2 separate regions of the Zea mays genome follow, and region 2 is linked to region 1. The links are chromatin contacts, called in public Hi-C maps. All regions are on one chromosome and are shown on one strand. The core of a region is the stretch at or near the end of the contact, and the rest is flanking DNA. Distances in the headings are between cores, read along the strand shown.

What was found. Hi-C and Micro-C count contacts between places; a contact is called where the count stands out from the background.
Region 2: a Hi-C map of endosperm shows a contact between it and region 1, with 1.8 times the contacts expected there. The contact joins the promoter of LOC100382779 here to the promoter of LOC100281537 in region 1. A contact is called at or near these places in 2 of 25 Hi-C or Micro-C datasets (ear and endosperm).

The regions. Positions count from the first base shown.
Region 1 is chr8:174,957,162-174,964,209 of Zm-B73-REFERENCE-NAM-5.0, forward strand. LOC100281537 reads left to right here and starts at 3,970. Exons shown (of 9, transcript NM_001394733.1): 1 at 3,970-4,776; 2 at 5,195-5,344; 3 at 5,428-5,698; 4 at 6,082-6,192; 5 at 6,868-7,027. The coding sequence starts at 4,066. It also overlaps the pseudogene LOC109941674.
Region 2 is chr8:175,175,240-175,182,287 of Zm-B73-REFERENCE-NAM-5.0, forward strand. LOC100382779 (myb domain protein 3r-3) reads left to right here and starts at 4,088. Exons shown (of 9, transcript NM_001175488.1): 1 at 4,088-4,307; 2 at 4,405-4,591; 3 at 6,298-6,349; 4 at 6,474-6,531. The coding sequence starts at 4,428.

The DNA.
Region 1 (7,048 bases), core at 2,720-5,219:
TCAAATGTGTCATCCATGTGTGTCATCATGTCCTGAAATCTGCCATCCATATGGGTCTAATGTCGCTCTACTCTAATTGCAAAAAAGAACAATATAAAGAACAATATAAAGGGCAAGAGGTCTAATGTCGCTCCACTCTAATTGCAGCAGTGACTTTTGAAATATTTTTTATTGTTCGTATCACCCTTCTTTGTCATAATTAATATACTCCTGTTTTGGAACGAACTCATGTTTTATCTGCTTATCTCATACCCAATTAGAATTCACAATTTGTAATTGTCAGTTTGTGACAGTGCCACAACTTTTTCGTAGATAGGGATTGATCTACTTCAGCTGCAATAGCTAGGTGGAATAAATTGTATACTGTTTTATGCAAGTAGCATATTGAAAGTTGCATGTAAGTCGTGCACTTGTTCATTAGCGAGTATGCTGAAATAAGCAACTATATCGTTATTCAGTCCTAGGAGTAATTAGATTATGTCACATTCCACCGACCCAAGTGCTTTGGAAATGACATTGAAATTTTTCCTATTAGCTTTCTATTAAATATGTTCAACACTTGTTTATTGCTGCTCATTATAAGTTATGGAGATGTTTAGTAAAGTAGGCATTATGAGTGGAATGGAATTTACTATGTGACCTGTCTATTTAAGTTTGCTGTGTTTGTTGAGGCAATGATACTCAATCAAATTTAGTTATCACTAGATACATGCATTATTGGAGGAAGGGTTCAGTTGATTTTTTAGAGTCTGTGAATCTCCCTAAATTCTGAGAGAATAATTTAAATAAAATACATGTAAGAAGGAAACGACTATGTTTTGTTTAATTGACTTAATATTTTATTTTCCTTGGACGGAGTAAGACATTGCTTATTTTTCTTGCTCAAAAGAGAAAGCGGGGTACATGAGTTAGATTATTAACTAAAGAAATCTAAATGATTTAACACTACATAGTACATACAATAAAAGAACAATTGTTAAAGAATGTTGCATCTGTCATCTCTCTTACTACGTTTCTCAACTCTAAAGCTATCATTATGCTATCTGATTGACTTTAGCAGGATACCATTATGAATTAATTAGCAAATACACTATTCTCTTGTAGTGTATCAGCACCAAAGAAGAATGAACTCAACATCATCATCCTTGTTATCTAAATAACTTTAGCAACTGTTATAGGATGCACAACTCTTGCGTAATAACCCCGGTCGTAGAATCTTAACAGGGTCATCCTTGTCATCTGAATGACTTTAGCAACTGTTATAGGATGCAGAACTCTTGCGTAATAACCCCTAGATGTAGAATACATGCTTTCTTCTATAGGACATGTCGGTAATAAAATGTTGAAATGGGTCTCTAGGCTCCAACTACTTCCTTTTGTAAGACACGTCCCTAGTATACTAGCCAGTTGCCCATGATTTGCTACGGTCGTTACATATTATATAAATAGATATTAAGATATTTATTTAAATATAATTATTGTTTATTTCTAAACACTAAGCTAAGTGTGGTCTAGTGGTTAGCTCCAAATTTCTAGAGCAGTAAGGTGTGGGTTCGAGTGATTGATTCACACTATTTTTGTGCGGGCGGGGTCGAGTGTTTTATGACTCAAGTGAATCTATATAACATTTGTTTTTTCAATACCATTACGCTCGGTTTCTATGGAGAGACTAGTGCAAGTGTTGTTTTGGTCTGACCATTCTAAGATCAGAGAAACATATCTTTGGTTCTTGGCTTCTAGGGGTTGCACCAAAAACTAAAATTTGATAATTACATGTGCCACACGATTTGTTGGGCTACCTAGATTAGTAGAAACAATTTAGTTTTTGACAAATATCCTATGATAACTTATATGCAACCTGTCGGTGTTTCGGACCCGGGGGACCCTCAACCGGATCGACTAGTAAATTTTAGTGCCGCGTGCCCCTATTCAGATGGGTTGATGCAAGATGGAACACAAGAGGGAAATAAGACTTATGTTATCTTGCGCCGGGGTGCTCGTAGTAGGGGTTACAAGCGTTGCAGGAGAGCGAGAACGAGAGAGAGAGAGAGAGAAGGAGAGGGTTCAACCTTGAGGTGAGCCGTCTGAGGCTGCCTCTACCGCGTCTCTCCTACTCTGCCTGCCTCCGCTCGTCTACGTCGTGCGTCCGTGTGCTCGTACGTCGCACGTTCGTCTCTCTCGCCTCCCTTTTTTTCTTCCTCTGTGTTATGTCTCCGCTGTTGCGTGCGTGCTGTCCCCATGCCTTAGGAAGGCCATGGACGTCCCCCTTTTATAGATACAAGGAGATGGCCCAGCTGTACAATGGGGTGTGTAGCTATATGCTAACGTGGCTGGTAGGGAAGTGTCTTGAGCCCTGTACAGGTAATAACTTGGCCATCGGAGAAGTGTCTTGAGCCCTGTAGAAGCATAGCTGGCGGTGCGGCATGGATCTTGCTGATGTTTTCTTGCTTCCGTAGGGGGTTTGAGAGCACCCGACGTCATGGGCGCACGCGGGGAACCATCATTACCTGTTACCGGAGTAACTTTGATGGGACACCGATCTTGTTCCCTCGTAGCCTGAGGCGGCTAACCAGGGGTAGGGTCATGATGTATCCCCTGTAGCGTAGTTGATTCCGAGGCCGAGGTCGGGCGAGGCGACGACTCCTCCGAGGCCGAGGCTAAGGCCGAGGCCCAGGGTCGGGTGAGGCGGAGACCTTCTCCCGAGGCCGAGGCTGAGGCCGAGGCCTGGGGTCGGACGAGGCGGAGCTCCCTGTTGCGCCCGAGGCCGGACTCAGGGGAGGTCGTGACTTGCTGTTGTCAGTCTTTCCCTGGTGGCTGACACAGTTGCCGGAGCGGGGTGAACAACACTGTTTTCCTGTCAGAACGGTCAGTGAAGAGGCGAAGTGACTGCGGTCACTTCGACCTTGCCGACTGAGGCACACGTGTATGGATAAGATGCCAGACGATCCCCGCATTAAATGCGCATGCGATACGGTCGGTTAGTGAGGCGATTTGGCCGAGGCCGCTGCACGACAAAGTTCGCCCGAGCTAGGCTTCGGGCGAGCTGAGGGTGCGTCTGATGACTGAGGGGACCCTCGGTCGAGGCGTGAAACCGTCCGGGACTACTGTCCTTGCCCGAGGCTGGGCTCGGAGGAGGTCGCGTCCCTTGGTAGACGAGACCTACGTTTTATCAGTCGTTTATGGTTTGTTCTGAAGATGTTTTCCAGCGAGGTTAAGGAGTATTGGGGGTACCCCTAATTACGGTCCCCGACACAACTGTTTAGAACCTAGGCTCAGCTACAAAACGAAGAAGATAAAGACTATTAAGGAAGCGTGTCGACGTTTGAAGTCAGCGTCTCTTCATATTTTCGCTTAGTTTGGTTGGAGGTTTACGAATCGGATCACTGTTTTTGTTCTTTAGATGTTGTATGGGACTATGTTTTTTTATATATCTTTAGTCAATGTAGGCTGAGTGGTGTCTTGTCTCCTGTATGTGATGTAAGGTATTAGCTATAACCTACTAGTGAGAGAAAAGCAGGAACGTTTTTTTTCATGAGCAACTAGTGGCATCTCTAGCCAGCGGTCGGCAGCAATGGGCGTTGGAATTGTTATAAAATATAGTACAGTGATCAACTTCATCCAACCACTCATTGGTTGACAGTTATTATCTAAGGGTTACATCTTTTGGAGACCCTTTTGTACAGATGTATATAAAGAAGATCTCTGGTTACAGTTCTATTATTTCTCTCCCTCTCAACTGGTTTTACCACTGAGCACTACAAAATTTAACAGGAATCAACTGGAGCCTGCAGCATCGGCGCATCGACGCCAAGCTGGACGATGGCACAGTACGCCACGCTATTGCGTTGAGCAGCCTAGATACCTGTAGCGTTGCTGACAGTTGGGTCCACAAGAAAAAAAAGGTAAACTGCACTTGCCCAGTTTATCACTACTGCTCATCACCGGCCTGGCCTTCGGCGATCCCATATTCCCCTTCCGATCCCATCCCTTCCGCATCGTCCCCGAACGACGCAGACGGACGCAAGGCACGGCGCCGACATCTCCCCGTGGCCCGAGGGCCCAGACATGAAGGCCCTGGGCGCGCACGCCGCCGACCTGCTCCGAGGCCCGCACCTACTCCGCGCCGCCGTCTTCGCTTTCGCCGTTGCGCTCGCCTTCCTCGTTGGCTACCACTGGCCCAACGCCTCCCCGCGCCTTGTCTTCTTCTCGTCCGATGCCTCCTCGTCGTCGCCCAGGTCGTCCTCCCGCTCTCCTTCCGTCGTGCTCTCCCCTAACTCTAACGTCTCCTTCGACCCATCCCTGATCCCTACCCCCAGCACCCCGCCTGCTTCTTCTACTCCCAATGCCTGGTCCCCGCCCGCACTACCACCGCCGACATCGGCGCCGCCGCCTCCCCTCCCCCCTCCTCCACCACCAGCGCGCCTCGGCATCGTCGGCGAGGACGGCGCTATGCAGGACGACTTCGACATCGGCAACGTCGGCGCCAACGACACTGATCTGGCCACCGACGAGACCGCGCCGCAGGAGCCTAGCGACGTGGGCGCCAGCGGTGGACCACCTAGGGTGCGGATTGAGAGGTTCCCGGTCTGCCCCGAGAGCATGAGGGAGTACATACCCTGCCTCGACAACGAGGATGATATCAAGCGGCTGCCCTCGACGGAGCGCGGGGAGCGGTTTGAGCGGCACTGCCCTGCCAAGGACAAGGGTCTCAGCTGCCTCGTGCCGGCGCCCAACGGGTACAAGGCGCCCATCCCCTGGCCTCGGAGCAGAGACGAGGTTAGCATGTATTGGTGTTAGTCGTTGCCATTTCATAGCAACCCGTACGTAATGATAATTCAGTGTATACAATGATACTAAGTTAGACAAAGACAACTAATATGATAGGGCTAACCGTCCCGTCCACAGTCTATGCGGAAGTTGATTATTAAACCGTATTTTTAATTGCCATGTTTCTTCCAATTTTTTTTTTGCGACAGGGACTTAACTGTATTGTTGTGTTCTACTACTGTGATATGCATTGAATGCTAATCTTGTCAGCAACCTGAAATGTTAGTTGAAACGAACACATGATTTATGCTGACATTTGATGAACGCATAAGTATCAACCGTTCTATTTGGTCTGACTTGGCTGATTTTGCAGAAACCAAAAATTTGAAGTTAAAGACTTTCTAATATGTTATTTGATTGGATGCAGGTCTGGTTTAGCAACGTGCCTCACACAAGATTGATTGATGACAAAGGAGGACAGAATTGGATCACCAAGGTCAAAGATAAATTCAGATTTCCTGGAGGCGGAACTCAATTCATTCATGGAGCAAATCAATACCTAGACCAGATCTCCCAGGTTCGATGTCAAATATTCTTCAAAACTGCTTGGAATTTAATCCTTACTCTGACTAGAGCAACCTGTTCCCTCTGTTCGTCCAGATGGTACCAAATGTTGCATTTGGATCTCATACTAGAGTTGTCTTGGATGTTGGCTGTGGAGTAGCAAGTTTTGGTGCATATTTACTTTCACGTGATGTCCTGACATTGTCCATAGCTCCAAAAGATGTTCATGAAAATCAGATTCAGTTTGCTCTTGAACGTGGTGTGCCTGCAATGGCAGCAGCATTTGCAACGCGCCGGTTGTTATATACAAGCCAAGCGTTTGATATAATACATTGCTCACGCTGCCGAATAAATTGGACCCGTGATGGTGAGCTGTGATTACTATATAATTATTTTTAATTAACATTGCACACTTAGTTTGTCACCATGCTGTATCTTGATATCTTCATAGTTAGGCTGAATGCTCACTTAACTCTTCTCTCCCAGTTTTCCTAGTCTTCCCCCTTAGATCTGTAGGGATGATATTTTTATTTGTCTTAGACGTCGAATTTATTTCACGATTCTCAAAGAAAATAAATACTTTTAACCAATGGATAGAAAACGAGGTGAGTTATTGTGAAGAAGCTAAAGGTTGTTATTGATTGTATACTTTTCATTTAAACTTGATCTCAAAGGTATGTGCACTTATCTATGTACTTTCCAAATTTGCCTAAGTTTTGTACTTTTGTTATCATATTTGTTTATTTGAAGATGGTATCCTGCTCCTGGAGGTTAATAGATTGCTTAGAGCTGGAGGCTACTTTGCTTGGGCAGCCCAACCTGTTTATAAGCATGAAGAGGCCCAACAAGAGGCATGGAAAGGTATGTTCTACTTATTCTGTTGTACCTTCTCTTTTGTTAGTGTGATAACATACAGCTCATGTATGAGTTTGGTAGTTCTTTAATGCTAGAGATTTGTCATAATCAAATCCATTCTTTTATTCGCTACTATCCTGCATACTTATAGCTGGCAAGTTGTGTAGTTTGTGTTTGTTGATGCCAAATAGCCAGTGTTCCTGTATACACGTATCTAACATTTATTTAAAACACCTTGCCTTATCAGTTCAACTTTATGTATTTTGACTTGAATTTGTCCTTGTCACAACATGCTAAGTGCCCTCACATAAGTTAACTTGCATGATAGGTGTTACCATTTTAGGCATCATCTTGACTATCCGCTGACCCGTTAATGGTGACTGAACTTCGAGAATGATTTCATAATAATATATCCATGCAGAACTATATGTCTATATTGATATGAAATGAAAAGGCTACCTTATCAGATTGCTATTATAACTGAGAACTCCTTTAATGCTAAGTTGTTTAGAGAAGTTGCTCTTGATTTTATTTAAAATCTGAAAACACTTTATGGAAACTCAGAGATAAGTATCTCTTTTTTGGATTTTTTTGCATCATCAGTTTGATATACATTCAATAACTTGTGTTTTTTGCTTTTGTTTTTATGAAACTATTGCTCATATACAAAATCATGTGTAGAGATGGAGAACCTCACTGCCCGACTTTGCTGGGAGTTTGTGAAGAAAGAGGGATACATCGCTATGTGGAGGAAACCCTTAAATAACTCTTGCTACATTAACCGAGGTCCTGAAGGAAAACCTCCACTTTGTGATGCTGATGATAACCCGGATGATGTCTGGTACTCATTTAGCCTGTTGCC
Region 2 (7,048 bases), core at 2,838-5,337, 220 kb after region 1:
TTAAAAATTTAAAAAGCCAAGCAAGTGTTGTTGCACAAGGGCTAAAAGTCGAGTGAGCAAGAGCAGATGGCAAGAAAGCGTGCCAAATGAACTCGTGGTGAGCTCTTATTTATACACCTAGTGCGTTAAAAACTGAAGGGTCCCGCTTGTCAATGACTGTTGCTATTCTAGCAAAGGGAAGGTGTTTTTTCGGACCTTCGGCTTAAGGCCTTCGTCCATATCGCAATATGAATTTATCACCAATAAATTAATATTGCGAGGGGCTACTGTTGGGGGCCTTCGGCTTCTGAAGGTCCTCAAAAACATGATTTGACAATGTTTTCCAAGTGAAATATGTGAACAGGTATATTCGGATTCGGATCATGAGCATACAAAGCATGGTTAAGACGAAGCTTGAGCCAGACGAAAGATGATTATGACGAAGGACAAGGTGATCACGAAGCTGTGCGCAGGAAAGCTTCGGCATGACAGCAGAAAAGGGGAACCGACTTAAAGATGAAAAGGCAAATTAGACCTTGAAGGATTATTATAGAGTTATTAGCAAATGTAGAGGGCATGAATGTAATTTTACATGGGCTGCGTCCCTTGCCTATAAATAGATGAACAGTACCCCCGTACTGTTCACGCTGACTTGGCATTCGCTCTCGCGTCATGCTTGTACCCTTGTTTCCTTCAAGCCGAAGGTACATTTGTAATTTGTTATTGCTTATACAAGTAACATAAATAAAAATAAATTGATAATAATGTTTAAAGTGATTATGCTATTTTCCATATTTTGTATATAAATCTTTCTTCATCATTTATTGTGCTTATGAAGGTATGTCCTTCATAACCTTCGTCCGAAATTCATTATATCCAAAAGGAGATAATGTTTCAAAGGACGAAGGACTTTAACGTTTAACACTTTTTATGTTGCCTTGTTCTTAACTCTTAGTATTTGAGAACAAGTCCCCAACAAATGTATTCAGTTCCTATTGGCAACCAAATACGGGTGCATGGGTGATTACATATTCTAGACAATATAGACATGATACTGATACGGACAGAGCTCACGGTCATTGCTGGTGACCACGAGCCATACATAATATCTGCAGACAAGAGTAACATCAAGAATTTGTTAATCACAAACCATACAATAAACTGTATTCCACGACCATCATGGCTCCACAAAAATTGTTTACCTTCCATTCAGTATTTCAGAAAACTCATGGTATAAGTGGACAATGGATTAATGGAAAACATAAGAGAGTAAATTCTCTATATGCAAATGTAAAGGGTATAAATACTTTCATGTAGGCTTTAGCTACTATACAGTACCAACATGGGGATTGTAGACCATGGTTGACGGGGCTCCAAGGTCATTATTTTCATCTCATTCACAAACTAAGAAAAATCTATATGATTTTCACCTACATGAATTTCAGATCCATTGGCTACATCAACATAAACACAAGGTCAAGTCCAACAGGGTAAATGTTCAAAATGTGAATGCAAATATCTATATGCTTCCTTTCACACTCAGTACAAATTTTCTAATATAGAATAGTAAGGTGATAATTGGTACCGCTAGCCCGTTATGCTGCTTTTTGAACCAGTTTCAGCTACAAGAATTTCAGATCCATTGGCTACATCAACATAAAACAAGATCATGTCCAACAGGGTAAATGATTAAAATGTGAATGCAAATATCTATATGCTTCCTTTCACATTCAGTATAGATTTTCTAATGTAAAATAGTAAGGTGATAATTGGTGCCGCTACGTTGCTTTTTGAACCATTTTCAGCTACATAAATTTCAGATCCATTGGCTACATCAACATAAAACAAGGTCTGAATTTTCTGGTACAACCAGTATTCTGGAACACTGAATATTCTGGAACATTTCTGTGTATATTGATTAGTGATTAATCTTTTTCCGTATAAATATGACCATTATATCACTATATCTTAATAACATGACAATAAACAGTCCATATCTCATTATGGTCAAGACTCTCGCCTTCCTGCAAAGCTAGATACTAATGTATTGGCTCACAACAATTCTGATTTACTAAATTTAATGTTTTCATATACCGAATGTACAGACTTCAAGTGTACTGAGGACCAAATTCTAGGTAGAGTTGATGAAGCACAAGGAGAATGAATGTAATGATAATATTCCAGAAGAAATACAAAAGATTATTAAGCGCATCAATGTTTAGTTGGTTTTTAGATATACAATATATGTGATGTTATTTACAAATACTCGAGTTTAAGATAAGAAACAAAAATTCAGAATTTTTGCTCACTTGTTATTCCCGTCGTTACGAATTTTAATGTATATTCACTTCATTAACATTACAATCCTCGCAATGGACAAACATTGTACTCACTTCTTAGACTTTGTTTTTGTGATTTTCATATTGTATTGTAAATTGATTTGTATTAGTTTAATTCTTCATTGATTGTTGCCAGAAAATTTATAAGATTGTGATCGATAATATGTATTACTTGTTTTTGTGTAATTATTGTGCACGAATAATTTGCGTGTCGTCGCAACGCACGGGCACTTGACTAGTTTACTGTAACGTGTCAGATCAAAATGACAAAAAAAAACAAAAGGGGATGTGGTTATATTTATAACAAATTTATAAAAATATAACAAATAAAAAATTTCACAAATGGAGGACCCTAGACTAAAATTGAATCGAACGGTGCAGAAAAAGAACCAATGGCTGGATACGGAAGACGACTACAAGTTCAGTCTACCACAGTAGCGCACGAGATGAGAAGTTGTTTAGGGGTTCAAACTTTAAACTAGTTTGTTGGCAACGATAATCGCATGGCGTTAACCACGACATCCAGTTGGCACAGCAACCGACACCACCGTCAGTCCCTCCGTCACAGGAATGAGATCCTTCTGCCTACGTTTTGGTCCGCCTCCGAGTCTCATTGCCCCTATTTCTATATCATACCCTTTTACTTAAGCAAAAAAAAACGACAGCGCAAATAGATGTCTCAACTGCCAAGTCTTAATGTTTGAACATTTTAAGTCTTCTCGAATACATATTAAACGACTCTGATGTTTTCTTTTAACCTATTTATATCGTTTTAAGGGCATCTTTCAATATAAAATCTACATAAAAAGCAGTTCATCTATTACTTTTTTACTTATGTCTTGTAGCTTATTGAAAACTGATTTATAAAAGCTACAAGACCTCAAACAGGTTAAATTTTTATTCGGTTTCTAAAAACTAGTTTGCTAGTTTCTTAAAAATTAAGAAACTGATTACGTCTAGCTAAAACCAGTTTTTGGATAGCTAGTAATTGTTTATGGAAAAAGCTATAAACCATTTTTTAAAAGATTATGGATCCAAACACCCATATCCAATTTTTATATAAAAGCCAGTTTTTAGAAACCAAGTTTTAAAAACATTTAAAAAAACCAAAGTGGATCCAAACAAGCTGTGTTAGATCTAATCTGAATATTTTTTTGCTGGCTAATTATTGGTCGTGGTATATCTTAGGTTGGATAGAACTATTTACCTTTTTTTGCTAAATATAGTATTTACAATAATGTTATACTAAATGGTCCGATTAGTAAAATCAGGCGGTCAGGCTGGCTCCAGCAAGAGCCCCTAAAGCCTCCTGTACTCTAAATATAGAGGACCAAACAGTTCTCTACGCTCTCCAGCAGCGTCCTCTAAACGATCATCTAAATTTAGAGGACACTGCTGGATTCTCTATATATAAAGTTTCTCTAAACGATCCTCTATTTATTTGAATACTTTAAATAATCGGTTTAACAAAACTAAAATATATACAAGACATTTAAGAGTATGATAAATACGTATGTATAAAAAATAAAAAATGTCTCTAATATAGATATTTGCGTATAGAGGACGTGGTTTAGAGGACGTTGTTAGAGAGAAAGAAGATATAGAAGATAGAATCTTTTTAAAGAATACTGTAAAGAATGAATATATATGATTGATATAAAGTACGTTGCTAGAAACTGCCTTATAATTTTTTTTCCTATTCCTTCTCCTCGGCTCTTCTCCCTGACCTTCAACGGGCGAGGTTTTTTGAAAGCATCCTCTCTCTCGTCTCCTCTTCAACCCCCGACACCCAACTGAAGCCGTAACCGAAGCCGTAGAGAGGGGGAGCCAAAGCTTACTCTTTAGACCTTCCTACTTCATAGGATTTCGGGACTATCCTCCCTCGATTCGTGTCATCTACCTCGCGGTCCCGCCTCAACTGCCGCCTGTCGATTAGCCGCTCGGAGCCCCAATTCTATACGGCTCTTCGATCTGGGATCCGCTAGATTCGTAAGGCGGCGTTTCGTTCGATCTGTTTTGGGGCGTGATTGCCGTGGAGGATTTGATCTGAAGTTCGTTTTTTTGTGTGGCGATTTTGCGGTTTTAGGCCGGGGCGGTTATGAGGAGGTGATGGGAGCGATGGCGGAGGTGGTGCAGGAGGGGTGCGTGGAGAATCGGCAGCCCCTGGCGGCTTCGAGCTCGTCCGTGTCGGATGGCAGCAGCTGTGGCGGCGGAGGGCGGGCGGGGACGTCGCCGCCGGTGTCAAGCTCCGGGAATTCCATCTCCGTTCTTAGGTGAGGCCTTTGCCCGTAGCTGCTCCTATCCAGGGAGGGATCCTAACCGTTGAATAGTACCGTTTGCTTTACCTTTTTTGGATGCTTGCTCCTGTTGTGCCCTAGATTGGTGGGTGAGAAGAATGATCCTTTTATGGATTGCACGGTGGTTGTGTGATTCTCTCCTTGGTAATTCTCCTGATCTGAGATGTGATTAGCGTCTCCCTGGTACTTCTGAGAAATTTTCGCAGCTAGGGATGCTGTCTTATTGGAGCTTGGAACAGGTGCACTGTGGTGGTTTTTGATAGTAGGATTAGTGTCCTCTGCTGGATCAATCAAGTTCCTGAGGTTTTAGTGCAGTTTGCTTGCCTTTTGAATTCAGTTGCAATGGTTGCTGAGTTCATATAGACTGCATTTTATATTAGTAGTCTCTGGCACCTTTGAGAATTTTTCGCTGCTAGGAATGCTATCGTATTGGAGCCTAGAACAGGTGCGCTGTGGTGATTTTTGATAGTAGGAGTCATGTCTTCTGTACGATCAATCAACTGAATCAAGTTCCTGAGGTTTTAGCTGTTGCAGTTTGCTTGCCTTCTGAATTCAGTTGCAATGGTTTCTGAGGTCATATGGTTCTATAGACTGCATTTTATATTGGTAGTGGTGGTGGAGTGTTAGCGAAGCATGAGCAGCATAGCGTGTAAAGATGGAGGCATCTGTAGTGATGGCTGTGGATGATATGGCATTTGTGCCAGCTGAGTTTGTGACATGCTGTGTTGCAATTATTTTCTCTAAATATACAATAATTATTATTCTGTAATTCTATGCCTTGCTTAACTGCTTATTACATCTGAATTCTATAGGAAGGTTATAAATACATATGTAACTCAGAGTTGCAAATACTAATATAGGAATGCAACTTATTGTGCTGTTACTGAAGCTAGTTCACTATGGCTCATTATCAGCTATGTAGAACCTTGGTCCTAGTATCGTTACACAGTTGTTGCTCAACCCCATCCTAAAGAGTTAGGCATGGTGGGGACTACCCCACAAAAAACATATCCTTAATGATGAATGGTGGTACAAAGTATCAGTATTTTTCTGGTCACCAACAGTAGCAGGAAGTGATATGTGTTTGAGTGTACAAGAGTCATTGGTTGGTGTAAAATTTATAGTTGTGTGTTAGTACTTTATAAATTTGAGGGATTACTTGTATTGTTATGATTATTGGGCAGTGCCTTGTTCGCAATCTTCACCTGAATGAGATGTTTGCATGCTTCAGTACATTTAACTTTTTCAGTAATTGCAGCATCAGCATGCACACATTATGTTGCGATTTGCTCACTTTGTCTGGAAAGTGGATCCTCAATTATGGCATCTTAAGGCTGCAATGTAGGTGTGAATTTTTTTTGTGTATTTATAAGTGTATCTTCTGTGCAAATTGAATGCCTATCTATGAAGATGTAAGCTACAGGGATGGTCTGCAGGCTTGATGCCTCGATCTGATCATCTGATAAGGATGGTGACTGTTTCTAATTGTACCTGATATAAATGCCTGTTTCAAAAAACTACCCTCCTAGATGGGCTAGTCAGCTAATATGTATTTTGCTGTATCAGTAACTTCTGGCACCTATTATGTTGTGTTTTGTATGCACACCCCACCCAGTTAATAGATATACTCCCTTTTTTCTTTATTTCTTTTTTGCTAATGAGTTTTTTCATTACAATGATAGACGAACAACTGGACCGATAAGAAGAGCTAAGGGTGGCTGGACACCAGAAGAGGTCAGTATCTCACATTCTCTGTTATAAAGACCAAGAGAGATATGCACATGTTCTAGAAGTTTGTGTTTTTACTTTTTAGCATAGCTATGAAATATTACTAATTGGCTTCAAAATATGCCAACAGGATGAAACACTGCAGAAGGCAGTTGTAGCTTTCAAGGGCAGAAATTGGAAAAAAATAGGTTACCTCCTCTTTCTGCTGTATAATTTATGTACTCAGTTGCCCATGTAGAAATAAGGTTTCCTTTTATTTGTCTTTAGCATTGCATGTCGTAAGATTCAATACAATTCTTTGCCCTCAAGCACATCCATGAATTAGAGAGCCACCTATCTGTCTGATATAGTGATATGGCATTATTTTTTTTCACTTGAGGGTGTTGCTGTGTATCATTTGAAGTCAAGCATGATTTCCTCTTGTTTTTCTACTTAACTGTTCATTTTTATTAGCAAAGTGTTACATTGAAAACTGCAGGAAATGCTATTGTACTTTTCTACTTGTCATCTGTTTACATGTATTTATATTGTAATATTGGAATCTAGAAACGAACATGAATAAGGAAATGCTAGCATCTGTGTTTACATGAAATTAAATTTGAATGTGAAACAGTTACCACACGACCTGAGAATTTGTGACAAGAATATGGTCCTACAAAAACTTCTCTCCTGTCACTGTCATCGTTCCATAGTTACTGCACTAAG